Linked DNA regions of Sus scrofa: region 1 is linked to region 2. The links are chromatin contacts, called in public HiChIP or PLAC-seq maps. All regions are on one chromosome and are shown on one strand. Each heading gives the region's core, a stretch centred on a gene start, on an enhancer-like site or on the middle of the called end of the contact. The rest is flanking DNA. Distances are from core to core; before and after follow the strand shown.

Region 1 (6,257 bases), core at 1,474-3,973, 71 kb after region 2:
CTAGAGCACCTGGACAACCTGCGTCTCAACCTGACCAACACCAAGCAGAACTGTACGCTTTGCTGCCCCTCTGAGCCCAGCGCGTGCGTGGTGCTGCCCTGGCTCAGACCACCTGTGGCCCCGGGTGGGGGCGGCTCCCCGGCACCTCACTGTGCCTCCTTCCAACTCTCCGTTCCTTCTCTGTCTAGTTTTCAGCCAGACCCCAATTCTGCAGGCTCTGCAGCATGTCCAGGCGAGCTGTGACGAAGCCCACAAGATGAAGTGAGGCTCCTTGCGCTCTTGGCCTCAGGGAGTAGCTGGAGAAGGCCTGGGGAGGGGCCCTGCCGGGGACTCAGGATCAGCAAGACCATGGGGTTGAAAACAAATGGAGACCCTGGCAAGGGGCAGAGAAAAGGCTGAGGGACAGCTGCGGGGCCAGGACGCCCACCTCCGGGGTTCTCTCCCTCAGGTTCAGCGATCTCTTCTCCTTGGCCGAGGAATACGAGGATTCTTCCACCAAGCCACCCAAGAGCCGACGAAAAGCAGCTCTGTCCAGCCCCCGAAGTCGAAAGAATGCCGCCCAGCCCCCCAATGCTGAGGAAGAGTCAGGCTCCAGCAGTGCCTCGGTGAGACCCCCTAGCCAGGCACCCAGCCGTGCACAGGAGGAGAAAGAGAGGTGGGGTGCGGGCAGAGCTGGGGCCAGCAGCTGCGCAGGCTGGTGATTCCCTCCCTGCATCTCTTCCAGGAGGAAGAAGACACCAAACCGAAGCCCACCAAGCGGAAACGGAAAGGGTCCTCTGCAGTGGGCTCTGACAGTGACTGAGGCCCCGGGTCTCCCCTGCCGCCCCAGTCGGACTGCCCCCTCCCCTCCTTGGTGAATCAAAGGTTAACAGGGCTGGGGAGATGCCGGGGAACACCCTGTCCCCATCCCAGAGCTCCCCTGTGAGAAGGACGAGCTGCCTCCTCCAGCCCGGCCTGAGAAGCTGCCATGCGGCCCCGGCGCCTCCTCCCTCCTCTCTGGGGCCTGCAGCCCCCCGACACACTGCTGCTCCCACTGAAGCCAGAGGCCGTACACAACCTGGACTGCGGTGGACGCCTTCAGCCCCTGCCCCCTCCCGCAGCCTCCCCAGAGGCTGTTTCAACAGAGAAGAGAAATGGCAAAGGGGCAGCTGGCCGGAGAGGTTAGACTGAGAGTGCAAACGGTGTGCGGGCACCCTTCCGCCTTCCCCCTCCACGTCTTGATTTGCTCTGAACAGGCATTTTATAGTGGCCCTCCGTACATCAGTCATGAAATGGGCATTTAATCTGTGACATGGTCAAGTCACCTTCTCCTCTCCATGGGGCAGATGCAGAGGCCACAGCCCCACCTGGGATGCCCTGGAGGCTTGTGTTGGCCTGAGGTTGGCACTTTGAGCCCAGGGAGTCCCAGAGACATGTTCCACAAAACTGTCAAGAATGGTCCCATTTCCTTGGTTCTGTTTCTTTTTTTTTTTTTTTTTTTTTTTTTTTTTTTTGGCAGAGATAATCGAATTTTTAAAAGTTGTTTTTAAATGACAATAAAACAAGCCAGAATCTCTTTCGTGCCGGAGTTGCTGCCCCCACTTACTCTGTGCATGTACAGGTGGTCTCCATTTAATGGGCACCCCACCTCGTGGCTTCACAACTTCCCCTTCCCCCCCCCCCCCCCCCCCCCCCCGCCCACCTCCTTGTCTGGAGCAGGAGGGCCTTGGCTTTACCCCCATCCTTCTTGCTGCCTCGGGCAGTGCAGGCCAGACACTGGGCTGTCCAGGCAGAAGTTAATGCTGACACCATCTCCCAAAGGCTGTCTTGTCCTTAGCCATCTCTCAGTGTTATATGCTAGTGCTTACCAACTGCTGGAGAGGACTAGGTCTTGGGCGGTGAGAGAGGCTCCCAGCTCGGATCTTAGAGAGCAGAAGCATGCCTAGCGGAGAGGGCTCAGACACCTGGAGAAGGAACCCGCCACAGTCTGGCCACCTGCCCAGCCAGGTGTACCAGCAAAGAGCTCCTTGGCTATGCTTTTGTCCCGCTGCTGTCCTGGGAGGCTGGGTGGCAGGCTGAGGAGAGAGGTTTGGGCTGACTTCAGACAGCTCCTCCTATTCAGCCTGCAAATTTGTCTTACAGAACCCGGGTTCTCCCTTCCCTCAAAGCTGCTACAACTTTCTTTGAAAGTCTAAACTGCCCGAGGCCTCCTTTTTTCCTTCCTCTCTCCTTCCCCGGTTTCCTCTGCCCCAATTAAAATCAGGATGGAAAGCATTCACTGGCTGGCCCCAGTTATTGTACCTTTGCCCAAAGGGACGGGCCTCTGCGCCACGGCCCCTCCAGAAATCTGACTGAGCCTCCACCTTTCCCCTACTTAACCCCACCTATCTCCTGGGGCGGCGGCGGCGGATGGAGGGAAGGCTTGGGTCTGGCTGTCCTGCCGGGACTTGCAGCACCATGTGGGCAAGGGGCCGAGTTCTTCAGTCTCTTCTGGGAGAGAGCAGCGTCACCCTCCCATCACGAGTGAAAATGGGATGAGAGGGAAAGACAGACTTGGATCCTAGCGCCCTAGCTCTCTGGCTGGGAGCCCCAAGTCCAGCCAGATGCCTAGATCTTCCTAGAGAAAATCGGAACGGGACCAGACCCTGAGACTGAGGGAGGGCGGGAGCAAGCCCGAGACCTGGTAGGGTGCGGGGAGGGAGCGCGCCTGGGGCGGAGCGTAGCTGTGGGGAGGGCCGGGCGTGCGGGGCCGTCCCCCACTAGCACTCCTCCGGGGCCTCTGCTCTCGGCCCGAGGGGAGGGGGGCTGGGTGGGTGGGAAGGGGCGTGTGCCAGCGCGCGCGCTCCCGGGACGGAGAGGTCTAAGCGCTAGAACCAGCGGCCTCAGTTTTGTAGAAGGGAGCATCGGGGCAGTCTGTGAGCGGCTGGGGCCAGACAGGACCGAGTCGAGGGAGCGGGCACCATGGCCGCCTTCCTGCTGCTACCCCTGCTGCTGTTGCTGCCGCTGCTGCTGCTGCTGCCGAAGCTGCGCCTCTGGCCGCAATTGCGCTGGCTCGCAGCAGACTTGGCCTTCACTGTGCGCGCCCTACGCTGCAAACGGGTCCTTCGAGCGCGTGCCCTGGCCGCGGCCGCAGCCAACCCGGAAGGTCCCGAGGGGGGCTGCAGCCTGGCCTGGCGCCTGGCGCAGCTGGCCCAGCAGCGCCCGGCGCACACCTTTCTCATTCACGGCGCGCGGCGCTTTAGCTACGCGGAGGCCGAGAGCCAGAGCAACCGGGCTGCGCGCGCCTTTTTGCGCGCGCGAGGCTGGGACAGGGGGTCTGGCGGGGGCGGCGGCCCACGGGGCGCCGGGGAAAGCCAGTGGGCGGCGGCCGGAAGCGGCGCGGCGCGGGCCGGGCGGGAAGGGGACGGCGCGGCACCTCTGGCACCTGGGGCCACCGTGGCGCTGCTGCTCCCCGCCTGCCCAGAGTTCCTGTGGCTCTGGTTCGGGCTGGCCAAGGCCGGCCTGCGCACCGCCTTTGTGCCCACTGCTCTGCGCCGGGGTCCTCTACTGCACTGCCTCCGCAGCTGCGGCGCCCGCGCGCTCGTGCTGGCCGCAGGTAAGGCTGCAGCACTCGACAGACGGGGGCGGGGCCAGCCACGGAAAGGGGCGTGTCAGGGGGGCCGAGAAGAGGGGGGCTTGGAACTCGCCGGCAAGCTTTCCCTGGGGCGCGGAAAGGGTGGGGAAACAAGTCTCCGGGTTTTCGAAGGGCTGGAGCTGGGTCTCTGGTTCCCCAAGGATTTCCGTAGAGTTGGGCTCCAGGTCCCAGACTCCTGAGGGGACGTCCGTACTCTTCAGCCTCACCCCGGAGCAGTGCGAGTGGGGTTGGGGGAGCGAACAGGGCAAAGGGTGGGGAAAGCTTCTGGAGAGTGGTTAGAGCCATGGAGCTATGCTTTCCCACCTCATCCAGAGTTCCTGGAGTCCCTGGAGCCCGACCTGCCGGCCCTGAGAGCCATGGGCCTCCACCTGTGGGCTGCAGGTTCTGAAACCTATCCGGCTGGAATCAGCGATTTGCTGGCTGAGGTCTCAGCCGAAGTGGATGCGCCAGTGCCTGGGTACCTCTCTGCCCCCGAGAACATAATGGACACGTGCCTGTATATCTTCACCTCTGGCACCACAGGTGAGAGCTGGTCACGATGTTTACCTCCCAGAAGCTAAAGCCAAGGAAGGCAGGGGCCTGGGAACAGGACCTGTGACCTCCTCAGCTTCTCGGCCACCCCTCAAAGCCCCAGGAGAGGTTGTTCGTCCCAGTGGCCATATCCTGCCTTGCCAACCCTCCCATCCCTCTCCACCTCCCTGAACTTCCCACATTTCTAGGACAGCCTGGCTTGCCTTCTCAGTTTCAGTCTTGCCTCTGCCTCTTGCTGGGGGAAACCCTGCAGGGGCAAAGAGAGAGACAAAACCTGGAGCTCAGACCCTTCTCCTGATCTCGCCACCGCCACCCTCCACCCCACAGGCCTCCCCAAGGCTGCTCGGATCAGTCATCTGAAGGTCCTGCAATGCCAGGGGTTCTACCAGCTGTGCGGTGCCCGCCAGGAGGATGTGATCTACCTCGCCCTCCCACTCTACCATATGTCCGGCTCCCTGCTGGGCATCGTGGGATGCTTGGGCATTGGTCAGTCTCCCCTTCCCCAACCCGGCTTTCAGCCCTCTGGCAGATGTTTATGTCAGCAGACATTTATTAAGTAGCTACTGTGGTGTGCTTCCCTGGGGTGCTTCCTGAGTTCTTCAGGGTAGAGAATCCAGAGGAAGGAGGAGGCAGGCCCTCCTCACCAGGAGCTCCTGGTTCAATGGAGACTGTGTCACCTGCACTGACCTACAGGCTAAGCAACTAGGGCGGCCATGCAGTTAGCAGAAGGCCAGGCAAGGGGGCAGCAGGAGGTTGGGGGGGGGGGGTGGCGGTGCTGTGTCAGCCCAGGAAGAGGCAAATGGAGAAAAGGGTTGGGATTTGGGGGCAGGGTTCCAGGATGGACTGCTTGGGGATGGGAAGTGGGGAGAAGACATTAGCCTCTCCAAATCACAGGTGGGCCAAGCTGGCCTGTGGAAAGTGTGCCTGTCACAGCCAGGCCTTTCTAGGGACCTGGCTACAGGGAAGGCTGGTGTCGAGGAAGGAGGGGGGCGGTTCAGGACTCCCTGCCCCCACCAGCTCTTAACTTCCCCTCCTTCCTCCCTCCCGGATTCTCGCAGGGGCCACGGTGGTGCTGAAGTCCAAGTTCTCAGCTGGTCAGTTCTGGGAGGACTGCCAGCAGCATAGGGTGACGGTGTTCCAGTACATTGGGGAGTTATGCCGATACCTTGTCAACCAGCCCCCGGTGCGTGGGCACAGATCCTGGGCAGAGCCACAGAGACAGGGAGATGGGCAGTGGGCAGAAGCTACTGGAACAGTTGTCCAGGGGTGGGAGGGAGAGGAAGGGGAGGGGGAGGAGCCTGGAGTGGTAGGACTCGGATGCTTAGGGCACCTGAAGGAGGTCACAGTGGAAGGGGTTTGAGGGCAATGGGAGACAGGGCTTCACTTAGGGGAGCTGGCATCGGCATTGAAGCTCCCACGCCCTCTCCCGACGTGTCTCAGAACCAGGCAGAGCATGGACATAAGGTCCGGATGGCGGTGGGCAGCGGGCTGCGGCCGGACACCTGGGAGCGTTTTGTGCGGCGCTTCGGGCCCCTGCGGGTGCTGGAGACCTACGGACTGACAGAGGGCAACGTGGCCACTTTCAACTACACAGGCCAGCGGGGAGCTGTGGGGCGCGCTTCCTGGCTGTACAAGGTGAGTTGCAGGAGGAAACTGGAGACCCCGTGGAACAGTGCAGGGGTTGGTGGGGAGGGGGCTCGTGCACCTGAAATGACCCAGTGCCTGGGTCTCCCTTCCCCCAGCATGTCTTCCCCTTCTCTTTGATTCGCTATGATGTCACCACAGGGGAGCCGGTTCGGAATACCCGGGGGCACTGTGTGGCCACATCTCCAGGTTCGTGCCCAGATCGGGGGAGCTGGCAGATGAGGATTGGACTTGGAGAGTGGGGTAGGGGGCAGGAGGCTCTGGGCAGGGTGGGCAGCCACTCCTGACCCCGGTGACTCTGCCAGGTGAGCCAGGGCTGCTGGTGGCCCCTGTGAGCCAGCAGTCGCCGTTCCTGGGCTACGCTGGGGGGCCAGAGCTGGCCCAGGGAAAGCTGCTGAAGGATGTCTTCCGGCCTGGGGATATTTTCTTCAACACCGGGGACCTCCTGGTTTGCGACGACCAAGGCTTT
Region 2 (5,632 bases), core at 2,887-5,386:
CTGGTGGCCATCTTCGTTTTGTTTTTTCTGAATACATCTTTGTTTTACCTTTGTTTTTGAAGGACATTTTCTCTGGATATGGAATTCTGGATTGGAAGTTATTTTTCATCTAGTACATTTACAATATTATTTTACTGTGTATGGTTTCCATTTTTGCTGTGAAAAAAAAATGTTGAACAAATGGTTGCTCCTTTGAAGGTCATCAATCCTCTTTTTCTTTTTCTTTCTTTTTTTTTTTTTTTTTTTTTTTGTCTTTTTAGACCCATACCCATGGGCATATGGAGCTTCACAGGCTAGGGGTCCAATCAGAGCTGTAGCTGCTGGCCTACACCACAGCCATAGCAATGCCAGATCTGAGGAGCGTCTGCACCAAAGCTTAAGGCAACAACACCAGATCCTTAACCCACTGAGCGAAGCCAGGGATCAAACCTTCGTGTTCATGGATACTAGTCAGATTCATTTCTGCTGAGCCACGAGGGGAACTCCTTCTTTTTTTCTTTTTTTATGTTTCTTAGCCATTAGCTTTTATTTATTTATTTATTTATTTTAATTTTTTTGTCTTTTTTCCATTTCTTGGGCCACTCTCATCATGGCACATGGAGGTTCCCAGGCTAGGGGTCGAATCGGTGCTGTAGCCACAGGCCTACGCCAGAGCCACAGCAACGCAGGATCCAAGCCACGTCTGCGACCTACACCACAGCTCACAGCAACGCCAGATCCTTAACCCACTGAGTAAGGCCAGGGATCAAACCCACACCCTCATGGTTCCTAGTCGGATTCGTTAACCACTGCGCCACGACGGGAAACTCCGCCATTAGCTTTTAAAATATTGCTTCTACCTTATTATTTCCCTCCCTTCAGGTCACCAAATAGTGTCAGACTTTCTCATGATAGCCTTTATATCTCCAATCCCCTCTTTTATTTTTTTTATTCCTCTTTATCCATGCTTCATTCTGAGCAGTTTCTTGTTCTTGTTTTCCAATTCATTACTTATTCCTTAGTAGAGTCTAACTTGCTGTTAAACCATTGATTGGGTCTTAGTTTCGGCTTTGGCAAATTTCTGTTTACTTCTGGTTTTCCCTCCTCCTGGGTTTCCCCTATGTGTGCAGACTTTCAGGATCCTAACCCAAAATAGGAAAGGTGGTTTATCACCTTTGGGGCCATTTAGATTCCAACTTTTGTCGTACTTGCCCAACACATTCTATTTCCTGCCACCAATTCTGGATCAGCAAATGACTCTGGGGTAAAAGCCCTCCTACTTCTGGTCTCCTGCTTTCCTGTCCTTTCCTGCTCTCATTGTCTTTCAAGTTCTTTGATTTTTATTTATTTATTTATTTATTTTGTCTTTTTGCCATTTCTAGGGCTGCTCCCGCAGCATGTGGAGGTTCCCAGGCTAGGGGTCCAATCGGAGCTGCAGCTGCCGGCCTACTCCAGAGCCACAGCAACGCAGGATCTGAGCCGCATCTGTGACCCACACCACAGCTCACGGCAACGCCGGATCCTTAACCCACTGAGCAAGGCCAGGGATTGAACCAGCACCTCATGGCTCCTAGTCAGATTCATTAACCACTGGGCCACGATGGGAACTCCCGAGTTCTTTGATTTTAAAATGCATTTCATCCAACATTTTTAGTTGTCTCCAACCTCGCTTGGGAATTGGACAAATTATTTAGTCCATCATTGTTGAAAGAGGAGCTCAATTACTAAATTAGATTTCTTTGTCTAATTCTCCTTAGCTCCCATTCCACTAATCCAATGGCCTATTGGGCATCTCCACTTGGCCATCTATAGACACCTGAAACCCAGTAAACGAAAATTGTTGTCATCCCCCCAAACCTGCTTCATCAGCGTTTCAACTAACAGGTTAATATCACTTAGACTTCAGTTATTTACATGCTGTCTTCTCTTCCTGAAGTCAAATTGATTCTACTTACAAAATATCTCCCTAAAGTCAACAACACTGTATTATACATTTAAAATTTTGCTAATAGGATAGATCTCATGTTAGGTGCTCTTAACACACACATGCACACACACACACAAAAGGACACAAAGAAACTTTTGGAGATGATGGAAATGTTTATTATCTTGATATTGTGGTGATGGTTTCCCAGGTGTATGCATATGTCCAAATTCATCAAACTGTATACATTAAATGCATACCGTTTATGGTATGTCAATTCTATCTCAGAAGTTCCCGCTGTGGCTCAGTGGTTAACAAATCCGACTAGGAACCATGAGGTTGTGGGTCCGATCCCTGCCCTTGCTCAGTGGGTTAAGGATCCAGCGTTGCCATGAGCTGTGGTGTAGGTCACAGACGCGGCTCGGATCTGATGTTGCTGTGGCTCTGGCGTAGGCCGGCGGCTACAGCTCTGATTGGACCCCTAGCCTGGGAACCTCCATGTGCCATGGGAGCAGCTCAAGAAAAGGCAAAAAAAAAAAAAAAAAAAAAAAAAAAGACAAAAAAAAATTCTATCTCAATAAAACTTTTTAAAAAATCTTCTGGAGCTTCCTGGTGGCTCAGAGGTTAAGGATCTGGTGTTGTCACTGCTATGCCTTGAGTCACTGCTGGGGTGTGAATTCAGTCCCTGGCCTGGAAACTTCTATATGCCCCAGCACGGACAAAAATAAAAAAAATAAAACCCCCAAATCTCCCAATCTCCTATCTACCTCTATAATCTCTGGAGCCCTCCTTGTAAGACAAAGACATTATGCCTGTCGCACAAAAACTTGCAGGATCAACCCTCTGCTGCCCCTTCTTGTCTCTCCTCCTCAGTTACAACCTCTCCTCTCCTTATAACCACATACCTACAACACCTTACATCCTAGATCAGGGTTGAAAACATACTGACCAGGGAGAGTAGGAACTATGATGAACTAGACTCATCTCAAAGAAGTAATGGATACTTGGTTCAGACGATTGTTCACGGAAAGATGCAGGACCTATATTACCAGCTCTCCAACATCTTAACACAAGTCAGAAATCCAATATTCATGTGCATCTGCTAATTTTTAAATGCGGGCAATTTTTTTTTTTTTTTTTTTAGAGCCACACCTGCAGCATATCAAGGTTTCCAGTCTAGGGTTTGAATCCTACCTACAGCTGCTGGCCTACAGCACAGAAACGGTGGTGCCCCAGCCCACTGGGAGAGGCCAGGGATTGAACCTGCAACCTCATGGTTCCCAGTCAGATTCGTTTCCCCTGCACCAGGACAGAAACTCTAAGTGTGGGCAATTAAATTAGATATATACAGAGAGCACAGGAGAATACAGGCCAAACAAAACACGCCTGCCATCTTAAGTTGGTCCATGGGCTACCATTTGCTCTAGACCATAAGAACATTCAAAATTCTCCTAAATACATAGGAAACATATTTCCGTATTCTGCTTTCTCTGCACAGAATATCTTTCTCATTCTCCTACCCTTGTTGAATTATTTCTCTTTGGGGATTTTCCTGGCTCCATTGCAAGCAAAATAGCCCTCATCTGGAGTTCCTGTTGTGGCTCAGTGGAAACAAATCTGACTAGTATCCACAAGGACCAGGGTTTGATCCCTATCCTCGCTCAGTGGGTTAAGGATCCAGCGTTGCTGTGGCTGTGGCATAGGCCAACGGCTACAGCTCAGATTCGACCCCTAGCCTGGGAACTTCCAATGCCACAGGTCTGGCCCTAAAAACACAATAATAATACTAATAATAACAACAACAGCAACAACAACACTTATCTGGACCTCCAGCAATTTACCCCTCTCTTTGTTGTAGTACTTACCTGACTTATCTTAGGGCTATTTGTCCCAAATTGATAGACCTCCGCAAAGGAATGGGGTGTGTGTGTGTAATATATGTACATATACACGCATATATATATTGCTCTTTATGTCCTCAACATCTAGCGGGTGTTTTTCTTTTCTTTGTTGTTTGTTTTGCCCGCACTTGCGGCTGTGGAAGTTCCTGGGCCAGTAATCGAACTCAGCCACAGAAGCGACCTGAGCCTCTGCAGTGACAACGCCGTATCTTTAACCCGCTGAGCCTCTAGCTGGTACTTAATACGTATTAGGTCCTCAAGTTTGCTGATCTTTGGTCCAGCTTCGGCACCGGGTTGCCGCTGTTGGCCCCACAATACCGTCAATGACTCCTTCTGACCATTAGAGGGCAGACTAATTCCACAGCTGTCCCGTCAGCGGCCCAGCCGTCAAGGGCCCCCCAACACTATCCTATTGACGCCTCCGCTTGTCTTTTGCAACAGTCTCTCGCCACCCCCACAAATTTGATTTTAATAATCCCCCTCAATACAAACCAAACACATACAAGCCGGGAGGGGCCCTGAGGCCACACCTCTTCCCCCGCCAGCCACCCACAAGCTCTCCCTCCCACTTCGTACAGCCTTTTGGGAATGAGAGCGTTAACTCTGCCCTTGCACCTGGTCCTTTTTCTCCACTAATCCGCTCAATTTGGAAGCTGAGGGTGGGTGAGATCCTAGATGGACTGGTCAAGGGGACTTTGGATTCACCTATTTTAATGCCTTTTCTAGAAACCCTCACCCTCCGGCCCCACCCCTAGACGTTCACATCCAAACACTCACTTTTTCGGGCCAAGATCCCAAACCGGCTCCTCCTCCTCTCTTTCCCAGACGGAACGAGGTAGGAGCGGAGGGACTAGGTGGGACGCAAGAGACCCCCTGTCGTTCCCACGCAAATCTCTACTCAGTTCTCCCTGAGAGGGAGCCCCTTCTGTGGATGCCGCTTCTCGAAGTAGGAAGACATTTGGCCGCGGAGAAGCGGGAAGACGGCCTAAGGAAAAGCGCTCAGGCCAAGGGGCTCGGAGAGGCGGCGACTTCTGGGAGGGGAGGAAGGAGTTAAAGATCCAGGATTGGCTCTACGGTCGCGGAGTCTGGGAGGGGAAGCGGCGGGGAGGGAGGGTTCGGAGCTTGGCCTGGGTCCTCCCCTGTCCCCCCGGACTGCGGGAGACTTGGGCCGGCCGGACGCCCCTTCTGGCACAGTCTCTGTGCTAGGCGCTCACGCACACACACACTCCCTTTTCCCTCCCTCGCGCCCTCTACCATCCTTCTCCACCGAGCGCTTGCTCACGCTTTTTCTCTCTCCTAACACACGCGCACACACACATAACACGTTCTCACTCGCACTCGGGTTCTTTCTGCCCCGGAGCTCTCCTCGCACCCACCTGCTCCGCCGCGCCCTCGGCGCACCCCTGGGTCGCGCGCCCCTGGTGCTCCTGGCGCGGACTGTCGCAGCTGGAGGGGGCAACGTGCTCCGCGGGGAGCGTCCCCGCCCCGCTCCTCCTACCTCCCACAGGGGCGCGCCTGGTGCCCAGGACCGGCCACTGAGGCGGAGGGGACGCTGGAGGCCATGGTGGGAGCGCTCGTCCACCGCGGTGCCCGCTGAGGCCATGCCGCGCCCCGGGCGCCCCTTTGGCGCCCGCCTGCGCCTGCTGCTGCTCCTGCCGTTGCTGCTGCTCCCGGGCAGCTACGCGGGCAACCTGACAGTGGCCGTGGTGCTGCCGCTGGCCAACACCTCTTATCCGTGGTCGTGGGCGCGCGTGGGACCGGCGGTGGAGCTGGCCCTGGCCAAGGTGAAGGCGCGGCCGGACCTGCTGCCGGGTTGGACGGTCCGCAC

Evidence for each region. HiChIP or PLAC-seq counts read pairs in DNA pulled down with a chosen protein or histone mark.
Region 1: a contact with region 2 is called in an H3K27ac HiChIP or PLAC-seq map of skeletal muscle, with 12 times the contacts expected there. The contact joins the promoter of SLC27A3 here to the promoter of NPR1 in region 2. A contact is called at or near these places in 4 of 5 promoter capture datasets (fetal liver, fetal skeletal muscle and liver), 22 of 47 Hi-C or Micro-C datasets (adipose tissue, brain, embryonic fibroblasts and 13 more) and 2 of 2 datasets of contacts at active chromatin or transcription factors (alveolar macrophages and skeletal muscle).

What each region holds. Positions count from the first base shown.
Region 1 is chr4:95,900,065-95,906,321 of Sscrofa11.1, reverse strand. SLC27A3 (long-chain fatty acid transport protein 3) reads left to right here and starts at 2,723. Exons shown (of 10, transcript XM_013997096.2): 1 at 2,723-3,574; 2 at 3,926-4,135; 3 at 4,472-4,630; 4 at 5,203-5,327; 5 at 5,585-5,779; 6 at 5,887-5,977; 7 at 6,094-6,257. The coding sequence starts at 2,941. INTS3 (integrator complex subunit 3) reads left to right here. Exons shown (of 30, transcript NM_001243322.1): 27 at 1-52; 28 at 189-261; 29 at 449-605; 30 at 725-822. The coding sequence ends at 802.
Region 2 is chr4:95,972,757-95,978,388 of Sscrofa11.1, reverse strand. NPR1 (atrial natriuretic peptide receptor 1) reads left to right here and starts at 4,136. Exons shown (of 22, transcript XM_021089806.1): 1 at 4,136-5,632. The coding sequence starts at 5,406.